2 separate regions of the Mus musculus genome follow, and region 1 is linked to region 2. A link is a contact called in public HiChIP or PLAC-seq data. All regions are on one chromosome and are shown on one strand. Each heading gives the region's core, a stretch centred on a gene start, on an enhancer-like site or on the middle of the called end of the contact. The rest is flanking DNA. Distances are from core to core; before and after follow the strand shown.

Region 1 (6,610 bases), core at 3,616-6,115, 49 kb after region 2:
AGCCCCACTATTGGGCTTTTACCAAGTGCTTTTGATAATTCTATCAGGGCAAGAGGGTGGTCCTAGTATTCCCATTTTACAGATAGATGAGAAACCTGAGGCCCAAAGAGGTTTACCTGAGGCCTCACTTGGTGGAAACTGGAGCAGAGGAGGGTATGAACCCCTACTTAATGTCTCATTTGATAAATGTTACTCACGTGAGCTGCATGAGTGGGTACGTTGGAAGCAGCATAAAAACCAGCTCTGAAGCCTCCTGGTGATTAATAGTATGTCGGAGCTGTCATGTGGAACATATCTGCGTTGCTTCTAAAGGGTAGTGCTCATGAGAGTTTGGGGTCAGTTCCTATATGTGCTTCCTGTTAGCTTCAGTGTGACTTTGAGCAGCCTCCTTCTGGCTATGAGCTCAGGGCTCTTGGTACTGACTGAGGAGCCTTCATTCAGACCAGGGGCCACAGGGCTATGGATTGATTTCTGCAGCTGCAGTCGGTTGGGTTTGTCTGCCATGTGTGAGCCCAGCTAGCCCATGAGGCCCAGAGAGATGGGAGAGAGCAGAGGAATGGGGCCACTTATGAACTTCAGGCTTTGTTCTGGGTTAAAAAATTCCCCTGTAGCCCTTTGACTTGGGAACCTAAGGTCAGGTTTATAACATAGATGTACCTTGCTTGGGTTCCAGGGGCAGCCTGTCCTTGTCACCTGGTTCTAACTGTGACTCAGTTGCCTTTTCTGTCTCTTTGGACACTGTCCTTTCTGATGCTAAGACCCTTCCTCAGAGACTCAGCTCTTTTGCACTTGTGTCAGCCTGGGAAAAGGAAAAAAAAAAAATTATTATTTTTTGAGACAGGATCTCACTGTGTAGCACCTGATGGCCTCAAACTCTTTATCCTCTCGAGTGCTGGGGTTACAGGTGTGCAGCCAGCCAGCTCCGGCTGACTGACAGGTTGCCCTGTCCCCAGTGGCCCCTCAAGCCTCTCTTTATCCCTCCAATCCAACTTACCCCAGTCACACTGATGGGAAATGAGCTGAGTAATGGCGTATGTGGTATGTAGTGATGCAGTATGCCAGCCCTGAGAGAGGTCCTGCATGCGCGACCCCACTCAGTGGTTTTCCAAGGGAAATCCCAGGAATGTAGTCCTAATGCTGAGTCTGTCCTTCCTTGGCCCACTCAACCCCAGGCTGCTTGCTTTTTATCTATAGATCTGACTCGTGTACTCTTTGAAGAAGTAAAGTTAAGTCTATGTCTTTCCCTGGCAGGAGCTGGACCCAGGAATAGGGTTTGTGGTGCCTATGGGACCATAACCTTAACTAGGGCTCTTGGCATTGTCCCAGGTGTCCAGAGGCATCCAAGGTGCATTCTGGGGTGTGCCTTATATAGCTGTCTTGGAACTCCCTATATAGAGCAGGCTGGCTTCAAACTCAGAGATCTACCTGTCTCTGGCTCCCAAACATTGGGATTAATATTGTCCCATCCTCTGTGTAGTTTAGAGTAAGAAAGATTTTAATAATTTTTAGAGTATTGCATATAGCATATTTTCTTTGTTTGTTTGGTTTTTTTTATTGACATACGGTTTCTCTATGTAGCCCTGACTGCCTCTTCCTTCCAAGTGCTTGGATATAATGGCATATAATACCACACCCAGTTTTTGTCTTTGAGGCTGGGTCTCTCTTTGTAGCCCTGTATTTTATTTTATATTTTTGTTTGTTTGTTTATTTCATGCATATGACTGTCTTGCCTACATGGATGTTTGAGCTCCTTAACACATGTAGAGTCTAAGATTGGCCTGTACAGCTGAAGTGCAGCAGCCTCTGGGGCTCTGATGCTGATACTGTGTACCCCTCCTCTTAGGGAGAAACCCATCAGCTGGATCCTGAACAAAGCTAAGGTACAGGGCTGGACATAATAGGAAGCTGAAGAGGATTTGTGGATGCTTAGTAACAGGTTCTCTGCCCTGTGGAACTCTTAGGGAACTTGAGGGAGGCTGACCTGTTCCAGCCTCTTTGACTCGCATTGTGTCAAATGTGGCCTGAATCTTCAGCAAAGACCAGGGATGCCCCCTGGTGGATATGCACCTTCCCAGTGCAGGCACAAAGCGGCTTTCTCTTGGGTCCGCTTCCTGTCATCTTGAGGGCTGCACCTAGCTGCAGGAAACTGGAATCACTGGCGTCAAGGGTCATCTTTTCACCCTTAGCATGTGATAAAAATAGGCAGTGGCAGAGGTGGCATTTAGAGCCTGAGCCCAGGTGTAGCCTTGAATTAGCTTCAAATTCCAGCTCTGTGTACTGACTGCGCATGCTCGGGCAAGTTAGTTGTCCAAGTGTCCGGTCTCTTATGCGTCCAACAGTAATTGGATTTCCGACTCATAGAGCAGAGATGATGGGCGTGCCCGTGGAGGGGACAGGCCTTTGCTGAGGTGCTTGGCTTTGGCTGTAATTGGGAGAAAGAGCGCGTTCCTGGGAATGGAGTCAGCACACCACGCGTGGCCGTGCTTTGCTCGTTTGTAAAGCAGTCAGTCCTTCTTTTCATGGCTGTGAGTACCAGACCCCGAATCCAAGAGATATAAGAACTCTTGAGTTCTTCTGTGTGTTTGAGGAGTTCATTTTTTCTAACTCGGTTTCTTCTATGTGAGAGATCCCCCCTCCCTTTCACCATTATTGGGCCATTGGCCTGTTACAGGGCAGTTCTGCGCCCACCCAGGCACAGCTTGGCACGTTGAAAGTGATGAGCTGTTAACTTGAGTGGCACTCGGGTCCATCCAGAGCCCTGTTGGTGCAGGGGTCAGCAGACTTTACTCGGAAAGAACCGGAGAGCAAACATTTGATGCTTTGAGAGCGGGATTTGCTCTCGGTTGCAGATGCTCAGCTCTGCCACCATAGCTTGTGTGCGATTCAGAACCGCTGCCTGCTGCTTGGTGCCGAGCATGCTTCTGTGTGAATGTGGGAACTCAAGTTTCAATCGTGTTCACAATTGAGAGATGCTCTTTTATGTCTACCTCTGTATTTGGGAATGTAAATAGCGCTCCTCCAGGGATGGCGCTTATGGGCACTCAGAATGCTCAGTCGTTCAACATACGATCATTGCATGGTTTCCTGCAACACAAACGTCAAACAAAACGAGGGTGTCCCAAACCCCTGTAAAAGGATTGTTTACGTTTATACCCAGAACGTCAGGAAAACGCTGAAATCTGCAAGTGGTGCGCATGTGAAGGTAGGCTTTGAGCAGTTTGTGCTTTGAGACCTGAAGTCCCTATGAAGTTGTCCAAGCCAAAATACATGTGTGCTAGATGTGTCTGTGACAGGATCAAGTGTGCTTTCATTATTGCGGAACAGAAAATCCATCTGAAAGTGTTGAAGGCACACACAGCAACAGAAAGCAAGAGAAATATGAAGCTTTTATTCCACCCCAGAGACAGGGTTTCTCTGTGTAGCCCTGGCTGTCCTGGAACTCACTCTGTAGACCAGGCTGGCCTCGAACTCAGATCTGTCTCCCTCTGCCTCCTGAGTGCTGGGTGTAGCTGGCAATATGAAACTTTTTAATTAAAATAATAAAAAAATCAAGTCTTAGCCAAAAGGCAGAGACAGGTGAGTCTCTGTGAATTCAAAAGCAGTCAGAGCCACATGATGAGACCCTGGCTAAGAGAAGAGAAGAGAGGAGAGGAGGGGGAGGGAAGAGGGGAGGGAAGAGGGGAGGGGGAGGGAAGAGGGGAGGGAAGAGGGGAGGGAAGAGGAGGGGAGGGGAGGAGAGGGAGAGGGAGAGGGAGAGGGAGAGGGGAAAGTCAAAGGTTAATAATTAAAGAGCTGGGTATGGTTATGCACACCAGCATTTGATTTTTTCAAGACAGGGTCTCACTGTGTGGCTCTGGATGGCCTCGAACTCACTGAGATTTACCTGCCTCTGTGCTGGGATTAAAGATGTGTGCAACCACACCTGGCCTCATCATTTTGAGGCCAGCCTGGTCTTCATAGTAAGTTCTGGGGCTAGATAGGGATCTCTCTCTCTCTCTTTCTCTTTCTTTCTCTCTTTTTCTTTCTCTCTCTCTCAAGACGATCCTCTTCTTAAAAAGGAATAAACAAAGTCCAGAAAGCTGCAGAAGCAGGCATGGTGGGGTGCCTGTGTCACCCCAGGATCTAGGAGAGTAACGCAGGAAGTCTTGAGTTCAAGATCATGATCATTCTGGTCTATAAAGCAAGACCTATCTTTTAAAAAGGAAATGAGGGGCTGGTGAGATGGCTCAGTGGTTAAGAGCACTGACTGCTCTTCCGAAGGTCCTGAGTTCAAATCCCAGCAACCATATGATGGTTCACAAACATTCGTAATGAGATCTGATGCCCCCTCCTGGTGTGTCCGAAGACAGCTTCAGTGTACTTAAATGAAAATAATAAACAAGCCGGGCGTGGTGGCACACACCTTTAATCCCAGCACTTAGGAGACAGAGGCAGGTGATTTCTGAGTTGGAGGCTAGCCTGGTCTACAACACCCCAGGACAGCCAGGGCTACACAGAGAAACCCTGTCTTGAAAACAACCACAAAAACCAAAAAAAACCAAAGAAAGGAAAAAAATTGGTTTCTGGCTGTGACCTCAGCATTTGGGAGATGGAGACAGGAAGATGGAGTTCTCCTGAGTTACATTGTTGAGTTTACACTGAGCTACAGGAGATACTGCCTCAAAAAACCACAAACAACCCAACAGACAAGTAGGCAGTGTGCTAGGTGAGCCATTGGCTCAGAGGCTCTTCTGGGCTAACCTAGCTGAGTGAGGCTGTAACCTTTAGGGTTATGATGAATACATTGGTTTAACTCTGGTTTTTGTAGAGTATGTCAAAGTCTCCATCTACTGCGTATTTGCCACGGAGATAATGAGGAACTCGGGTCTTTTCAGACCAGATGGCGGGTTCATGTTCATCGCGAGTGTAGCACGCAGAAGATGCCAGCTTCCTTAATAAGTCACCAAGAACTTGGCAGTCTCCATCGTGTCTGTTTTCTCCCCCCTTGAAGGCTCTGTCACTTCCTCCTCCCTGGCAGACGTTCTAGAGACACACATTTTCCCATTTCACAGAGGAGTAAAGAAAGACCAAAGGTTTGCTTTTGGCAGGGGAATCCAAGACACACCGGGAGGCCTTCTGTCCCAGTCCAGAGCGGGCTCCTTTTTTCTCTGGGGTGTTGTGAGAGGCGCAGAGTCCATTGCTGAGGCGGAAGGCTGGACTTTGCTGAGCAGGGCGCACTTGCTCTTTTCTGTTGGGCCGACATTCACAGGTGGCTTGGCGTTCCACCTCATATTTGATACTTGTTCATTCCGTAGCTGTTGTGTGTGTGTGTGTGTGTGTGTGTGTGTGTGTGTGTGTGTGTACACACCAGGCCCCTTTGTCCAGATTCGTGTTATGGAATAGTGAGAGCAAGACAGCAAGGTGTCGTGTGTAGTTTTAAATGTTCGTTTTCCGCCTTAGTCTGAGAGCTGGGACCTCGTTATCAGCCCCTCCCAGCTCCCTTTTGTCCCACCTTGCTTAGCTCTGGGATCACCTGTCCAGTATGTACTGAGGCTGCATCACCCCCAGGTGACCCTGAGTCATGTGACTTCCTCACACTCCAGAGCAGAAGTGTTGGCAGGATTGGGATTGAAGTTCAAAGAAACCAAGCTAATGCTGCCTCTCCAGGCTAGGGAGTGATCTCGAGCAGCCCTAACCAGGATTTCTTTTGAATCTGCAGATAAAAACCACACACTTAGCTTGTCACTTTATAGCTTGTCTTCCGTGGCACAATTGTTGGGCATAGATACCTCCCACCTGGAAATGTTTACCCTTATCAATTTATTGATAATTAGTCTCTCCCTCCACCCTAAACTTAGTGGCTTGCATCAACTAGTCCCCACCAACATCCTTGACCCCCTGGCATCCTTGACCCATCCATAGCAGAGGATACAGGCCATACCTGCCCCGAGACCTCACATAGCTGTTGCTTTCTTCTCGTTCCTAAGTATGACAGAAAAGCCCCTCTCTCTTTCCCAGTGTCTCCTTTTCCTCTTGGGACCCAGAAGTCCCACCTATACCTTCCCTCTACCAATTACTCCCTCCCACTCCCATGGCCTTCTTTATTGACAAGTCAAGAACCTATGGGGAATAAGACATTACGAACAGAACTTCCCCTTACAACAGGGTGCCTGTACCCCTGGTGCCTAAAAGGGGCATGGAAGAAGCACAAGAGAGCAGCACCATCCTTAGCAGTCCTGACCAGTGCTGGGGGTGATGTAGCCTCAGTACATTCTGGACAGGTGACCCTGAGTCATGTGACTTCCTCACACTCCAGAGCAGAAGTGTTGGCAGGATTGGGATTGAAGTTCAAAGAAACCAAGCTAATGCTGTCTCTCCAGGCTAGGGAATGAGATTATTTTTCCCCCTCCTTAGCTTTATTTTGAGAGAGGGTCCCACAATGTGGTCTAGACTTGGCTATAGCTCACTATGTAGCCCATGCTGGCCTTGAACCCATGGTGGTAATCCTCCTGCCTCACTCAGACTTCTGGGTTTTGGATATAGGTATACAGGGCCTTCATGGTTTCTGCAATGCTTGGGATGGAGACTGGCACATTGCAAGTGTTAGGCAAGCACTGTACCAATTGATCCA
Region 2 (7,037 bases), core at 1,755-4,254:
ATCTGTAGAGTCCCACCAGCAGACCAGATACAGCATCAGGTCCTGAAATCCCTCAGCTCCCCATGGGCCCTCGTAAGGAACCCTCATACAAGTCAAGGAGAGAACAAGATCTGCCCATCTCTACACAGGAGAAAACTAACCTCAAAGACGCTTATCCTCAATGTGTTACAGGCACCTGGCCTACACCCTTTCATCATGAAGTTAGGATTGGCTTGATCTCCACCAGGCCTTTTGAGAGACTCTCCCTCACGCTCACTTTAGGGATAAGCAGGTGAATTTGGCATTCCAGGCAACCTGGCTAACACTGGAGGGGCAAAGGTCGGGTCAGCTCCTCTACTTTTCCAGGTTTGTAGGAAGGAAGCCCTCTGGGGGCAGGAAGTTGGCTGTGCTGACTCACAAGCCAAGAGAAGAGTAATCCAGGAAACTTGTCACTCCGTTACCATGGCATGAGGGTGGCCAGGCACCCCCTTCCTCTCTTGAGGCTCACTCAAGGGGCTGGGTGTCGGCAGTGGGGGCAGAGCATCAGGAGACCTCAGACAATGAATCCAGAGTTCTTAGAAGTCCAGCTTCATAGCAGAGTGCTTAGTTGAAACTGTGGCTCAGAAGGGAGGCAGTCCTGGACCTCAACCCTTCGTAAGTCTGCACAATTTAAAGGATGGCATCCTGGAGTTGAGGAGCCTACTCTACCCAGGCTGTGCAAACAAGATTCCCAGGACAGACAGTGTGGATGCACCCATGCCCATCCACCGGTTTTAGCTACCCCAGCCTTCTAACCTCCTCCATGTTTTTAGTGGAGGCTTGACCTTCTGCAGAGGAGAACGAGAAAAGGAGAGGGTAGGAAAGGACCCCCTATCTGACCCTCACCTCTCCTGGGGTCTAAGAAGTTACAATTTACAAGCCATAAACACGTGATACCCCCTCCCCTAAAGTGTAAAACTTTCTCTTTAACTTCCAAAGAAACATTGTGTGGCTTTGTTTCTCATTCCCTTTGGCTTGGAGCTACCTGGCCCTGGCTGGAAACTGCCCATAGCACTGTGGTATGTCTTAAGTAAGACCTAGACACTGGCTGACCCAGGTTCAAGTCCTGTTTACCAGACTAGCTGTGTAGAACAGACAGGTCTTGAAGTCATGGGCAATCCTCCTGCCTCTGCCTCCTGAGTACTATAATTATAAGCCAACTCACTTTCACCTCTTTAAAGGGCTCCTCCTCCAACATCATTTTTTAAAGTCGGTTTTAAGGTTTTTTTTTTTAATCTGCCATTTAAGAAATCAAGATCTGGGGAGAGGGAGAGAGGTAGAGAGGGAGAGAGAGAGAGAGAGAGAGAGAGAGGGAGAGAGAGAGAGAGAGAGAGAGAGATTGATTTGCCTGAGGTCATACAGGCAAGCAGCAAGTGGCAGAGCTGGGAAGGGTAATTTATATCACACCTCCTGGCCTTTCCTCTCTGGCCTAGTGCACTGTGGGCTTCTAAAGCATCCGGGCTCACAACTGTGTTGATCCACTTGTTTGCAGGCGACAGGGAGAGACCCAGACAACACTCCCTTCCCAAGAAAACCAAGGGTGCCAACCACTCCCTTCCTCAAGGCCAAAGGCTTAGCTAATTCACGGGGGGGGGGGGGGGGGGGGGGGAGGCGGCCGTGATGGTGAAGGGGGGGGGCGGCAGACCCCACTGATGTAGGTTGATGTCATCGAAAGATAATAACAGCTCCAGGCAAACTCCAAGACAGGCAAGCCTGAAGGTATTCCTAGAGTTAAGGTCTGGTGCCTAACCTGCAGCCTCCAGGGGCGCCTCCTGCAGAGGCTTCGTACCACCTTCTTGGGACTTGAGGGGAGGAAAATATGCCTACCTCTTCATCAAGCAAGAGCCCTTTCAAGGGGAACATGTCCCACCCTCCTCCCCCACACCCAGTGACTCAGAGGCAAGTTTCTAGAGAAGAAAATGAGGGTGGGGAGTGGCACTCAACCCCTAGGCTGAGGCTCTTGGAAAATGCGGTGGGGTGGGGAGTGTAAAAGGGAGTAAGAGTTAGTGGAGTATGGGGAGGTGGAACGTATTGGGAAATCCCCTCCAATATTTGATAAAGTCTTGTTAATACCTTCCGGCCTTAGGTGTGCGAGAAGGCGCGGCCACAATGTAGCTCATCTTCATCTCCTGACACCTGTCCTCAGTGGGCTGGACCTTTTGCATCCTTCTTGTCCCCCTGATTACATGCAGGGCAGACTTCTTACATAGCAACTTCATGAAAGCAACATTCTTTGTAACCCTAACCTCTTTGCCGCGACAAGGTGCCCGTCTAAAAACACCTGCGCGTGGGTATCTCTATCTCTGGTCGTCCACCTCGCCCTCACAGCTCAGCAGCCTCTGGCTCCCCTCCGGCGCCTAGGACAGCTTTCCCCAGCTCTTCCCCTCACCCCAGGCACGCCCAGCCCGCTCCCAACTGTGGGCCCCGTCGGGGCTGCGGGCGGGAGCGGCCGAAGCAGGAAGAGGGGAGGAGGGCAGGGAGGCCCGAGCTCACCATGGCGAAGCCGGAGAGCAGAGCCGAGGTCCGGCTGGAAGCTTTGAGCTTGGCGCGGCTTAAGTAGAGCTTGCGCCAGGACAGCGCCTGCATCGAGTGCTCGTTGAGGCTCATCACCTCGGAGTAACTCTGGCCGATCCAGTCCGGGTAGCTGACGGCGGGTGGCGGCGGCGGCAGCGGTGGGGCCCCCGAGGGCTCCCCGTCCCCGCTGCGGCGGCGGCTCCGGCGGCTGCCGCTAGTGCTGCTGCCGCCGCTCACGGGAAGCTCCGGATTGCTGTGACTCGGGGGCGGGGCAGGCTCCGGATGCATGGAGTACGCTGCGAAGGCGCGGCTGGCGGCGAGCGCCTGAGAAGGCTGCGGCCCCGGGGCCGGGCCGGGCCGCGCCGCACCTCCGCCGGCCTCCCACTCGAGCCGGTCTCCCGCAGCCGGACGCACCGGATCCGAAGGCCGAGGCACTGGCTGCAGAACCGCTCCGCAAGTTCCAAGCGGCCGCGACCGGAGCCTGCGTGCCGACCGGCGTCCGGTCCCAAGCCGGCACCTCCGCGAGCTCCACGATTGGCCGGCGACCCGAGGTTATTTGCATACGCCACACCCACGAACACACCCCGCCCACAAGGCGGTGGGCGGTGTCCGTGCGAGTGACGTACCCCGCACCGCCTCCGACGGCTCCGCCCCCAGCCCCTGGCTCGCCTTCCTGGAAGCGCCCCACGCTGTCAGGCCTCGCTTCTCTTTGCAGCTGCTCCTGTGGCTTTGCTCCCGGAGCTCTTGACTTAGGCCATCCGAGGTCACCTCTGGGCGCCTCCTGAGGCCTATTTCCTCCTTGGAACAAGGTGGCAAAAGGTCTGTTGGAAAAAAGAGCAAGCGGAGGGCTACTAGAGTTCAGTGAGCGGTTATTGAGCGTCTATTGGGTGCCAACACGGTCCCAGGCACCGAGGGCAGGGTGTAGGCTTGTGATTGAGACGGACAAAGTCGATCCCGAAGATGTTATGCGTGCCTGGAGTCCCAGCATAGAGGAGACTGGAAAACAATGAGTTTGAAGGAGGAGTGAGCCCTTGCCTCGAAACACAAGAGGGACAAAATTCCCTGCACCCTTGCAGCCAACACTCTTGTAGAAAAGACACACAAACATCGAGTCAATTATAGTTCAGGAGACTGTAAATGTGTACAGAAAAAAAAAAGATAAAAAAAGGTGGATAGTAACAGGGTTTTTATTTTAATTTTAGAATGCTAGCCCCCGTTTGTATTTATTTATTTTTGAGACTACATAGCTCTGCCTGGTTTGAAACTTGTTATATAGACCAGGCTGGCTTCGAACTCACAAAGAGCCATCTGCCCAAGCCTCTGGACTACTGCCATTAGCATGTGCCTGCCATTAGCCTGTGCCTGCCATTCCCAGACCCCTCCGTAGCGTTTTCTATTCTGCAGGAGGCAGACTAAAAAGGTTCACACCTTGGGAGTCTCATCTGAGCTGAGACCTGGGCCAGCAAGATAGGCGCCAGGACCTAAGGGAAGAGGAAAATAGGGAGGTTCAGGGTGGGGCTCAGGAGATACCGGTAAGGTAGGGAGGGCACTGGGCTAAGGAACTTTAGGACACGTTAAGAGCAGTCTCACCGCTTTAACCCCCAGCCTTCAGAATGTTTCTTGGCACATACTCCACATTGAAGAAATGCTTGTTGACTGAATACATGTGGGAAAAACAAGAACAAATGATAAATTTAGATCCCAGTCAAATAAATCCTAAGCATGTGGTGTGGCACTCCAGGTCTAACAGTGTGAGAGTTAAACTCTTGTACAACCGCTAGAGGGCAGCCCTTCACTCAACCACATGGCACAAAAGAGAGGCCTCCTGTGGAGTTTCTGAGATTCCCCTAGCTGCTGCCTTCCCAGGTTTACAAAGATTGAGAACTTGGGGCTGGCATGGTGGCACAAGCCTTTAATCCCAGCGCTTGGGAGACAGAGGCAGGGCAAGAGGATCTCTGAGTTCTAGGCCAGCTACATAAAAGACTTTGTCTCCCTGGGCAGTGGTAGCGCATGCCTTTAATCCCAGTACTTGGGAGGCAGAGGCAGAGGCAGGTAGATTTCTGAGTTCGAGGCCAGCCTGGTCTACAGAGTGAGTTCCAGGACAGCCAGGGCTATACAAAGAAACCCTGTCTCGAAAAACAAAACAAAACCAAAACAAACAAACAAACAAACAAAAATGTCTCCAGAACATAAAATGACAACGAAAAGATTGAGCCCTTGGAATTTGAAATCTCACCCCATTAGGTTTGTTTCCTACATGGGCTTTGTGCTTATTATTCCTGATTATCATTTACACCTGTGCTCAACTATCCTAAAGACCTTTCCTTTTGCCTACATAGCCCCACGTATGGTCTTGTCTGGTCACCCTGATATCTTCCCTTGCATAGCTCTGATTGTAATAGCATCTGTGTTAGGTTTTTGGGTTTTTGTTGTTGTTGTTGTTGTTGTTGTTGTTTGTCAGCTTGACATGAACTAGAGCCATTGGAGAGGAGGGAAGCTCAATGGAGAATGTGTACCCCTCAAACTGGCCTGTATGCAAATCTGGAGGTCATTTTCTTGATGAATGATTGATTCACGGATGGCCCAGCCCACTGTGAGTGGTGCTGCCCCCTGGACAGGTGGGTAAAATCCTGAGTTCTATAAGAAGGGCAGGCTGAGGCAGCCAGTAAGCATCGTTCCTCCCTGATCCCTGCTTCGGTTCCTGCCCTGATAGAGTGTGACCTGGGAACACGTAAGCCAAATAAGCCCTTTCCTTCCCAAGTTGCCTTCGGTCTTGGCCTTTATCGCAGCAATGCTAGGTCGGCATCTGAAGTTGTCTAGCCAATTAATGTATTGATCTGAGCCCCACCCTTTAGAGTTTGTGTAGGACCAGGTTTAGTCAATACAGTAACTGACATCCTTGGTTCATGGAAACCAAGAGAGAGAGGGCGTGAGGTCTGGAGGTTAAGAGTCTGGAAGACAGCCGGGTGTGGTAGCACACGCCTTTAATCCCAGCACTTGGGAGGCAGAAGCAGGAGGATTTCTGAGTTCGAGGCCAGCCTGGTCTACAAAGTGAGTTCCAGGACAGCCAGGGGAACACAGAGAAACCCTGTCTCAAAAAACAAAAAACAAAGCAAAACAAAACAAAGAGTCTGAAAGACAGAGGTCTACTGATGTAGAGCAATGAAGAGATCTAGCAGTGGTGTGGCAAAAAAACAAAACAAAACAAAACAAAACAACAACAAAAAAAAAAAACACCTGAGGCCTTAGCAACGGGGATGGTTTCCTCATTGCAACATTGTAACCCCTTCCCTTCTTATCAATCTTACTTTGCCGCAGCCCATTAGTATAGAAGAGAAAACTACACAAAAAGCTCAGCATGTAGTTCTTCAGCATGTAGTTCTGGGTTCAATCCTTGCACCAAAAAGCAAAGCAAATAAAAAAATAATAATAATAAAAATAAAGATATCCAGATCTAGAGTGGAGGGGAGGCTCTAAGCTCGGCCCCTGACTTGGGAGGGTTGAAGGACCCACAGTAACCTTTGTCTTTCTTACTAGATTCAGCTGGGACCATGAGGAGCAGCAAAGCCATCAATAGAGGTACTTCAGCAGGCGGAAACTCTGAGGCTCCGGTAAGAAAGAAGAAGCCGCTTGCTAAGAAACGAAACTGGCACTGGTACGGGTGGCCAACAAGGGTTAGACTCCAGGCTTCAGATTCCACGTCAGCTTCAAACAACCCTGTGGCTCCCTCAAGTCGTCCGAAGGTATGCTATCAACCTCTGGGGTTGCTCTCAAAAAACAAAAAAAACAAAAAAAAAAAAAACAAAAAAAAAACCAAAAAACAAAACAAAAAACAAAATAAAAAACAAAACAAAACAAAAAAATAGCCCAAAACAACTTTTCTTTCCCAAACAGTTCGTGCTTGAGAGTGTAGAGACTCTGCTGAAAAGACAATGGTCTTGATCTATCAGGACTAATGGCCATAGCCTGAGGGCTGACCAGAGACTGCTGCCATAGGTCGCATAGGAGATAGCAGCATCCTTATTCTGTCAGGAGAGAAAAGTTAGCAGCAGTGTAGTACTTCCCAATGACAGGCCCTGTCCTACATCCTTGTACTAACACCTATAGTCATGTAAACTCTAGTGTGTATTATCTCATTGTATATTAAGTGTTATATTAAACTCCTTACAGACTCATAATATTAAATCACCATTTTACAGACGAGAAGAAAGGAGGCTGTTAGGAAGCAGTAGTATCTCATTTAGGATTCATTTATTTTTAGTAGGATAGATTTTGATTTTTTTTTTTTTTTTAAACTTTATTGGTCCAGCGTCTGGGGCATCACCATCACTCTGCTTGATCCTCATATTCTAGATCAGATGAGTCAGGATATATATATATATATTTTTTTTTTAATTACCATTAAAAAGTTATGAAAAGCCATGAGGGGGTGTTAGGGAGTTGGCTCCGTGGTTAAGAGCACTCGCTGCTCTGGCAGAGTTTCGGGGTTTGTTTCCCAGCACCCA

What was found. HiChIP or PLAC-seq counts read pairs in DNA pulled down with a chosen protein or histone mark.
Region 1: an H3K27ac HiChIP or PLAC-seq map of microglia shows a contact between it and region 2, with 6 times the contacts expected there. The contact joins the enhancer-like site here to the promoter of Orai1 in region 2. A contact is called at or near these places in 9 of 39 promoter capture datasets (the C10 cell line, HPC-7-derived erythroid cells, cranial neural crest and 5 more), 8 of 15 datasets of contacts at CTCF or cohesin (CD8 T cells, the G1E-ER4 cell line, the NIH/3T3 cell line and 4 more), 140 of 484 Hi-C or Micro-C datasets (8-cell embryo, the AML12 cell line, B cells and 76 more), 48 of 115 datasets of contacts at active chromatin or transcription factors (the 230-238 cell line, CD8 T cells, DN3 thymocytes and 31 more) and 6 of 9 other capture datasets (adipose tissue, embryonic stem cells, embryonic tail and 3 more).

Annotation. Positions count from the first base shown.
Region 1 is chr5:122,963,981-122,970,590 of GRCm38.p6, reverse strand. All of the region lies in intron 4 of Kdm2b (lysine (K)-specific demethylase 2B), which reads left to right. Among named protein-coding and RNA genes, the nearest start is that of Kdm2b, 22 kb to the left of the region's middle. Within about 2 kb of position 4,865, at least 18 of the 459 cell types and tissues checked have an H3K27ac peak or open chromatin away from gene starts, as enhancers often do. A contact at or near this core is called in bone marrow-derived dendritic cells, bone marrow-derived macrophages, cerebellum and 2 more, where this site is marked.
Region 2 is chr5:123,011,041-123,018,077 of GRCm38.p6, reverse strand. It overlaps Orai1 (ORAI calcium release-activated calcium modulator 1), which reads right to left and starts at 3,004. Exons shown (of 2, transcript NM_175423.3): 1 at 2,512-3,004. The coding sequence starts at 2,820. Gm2479 (a long non-coding RNA gene) reads left to right here and starts at 3,051. Exons shown (of 3, transcript XR_387710.4): 1 at 3,051-3,351; 2 at 6,070-6,275.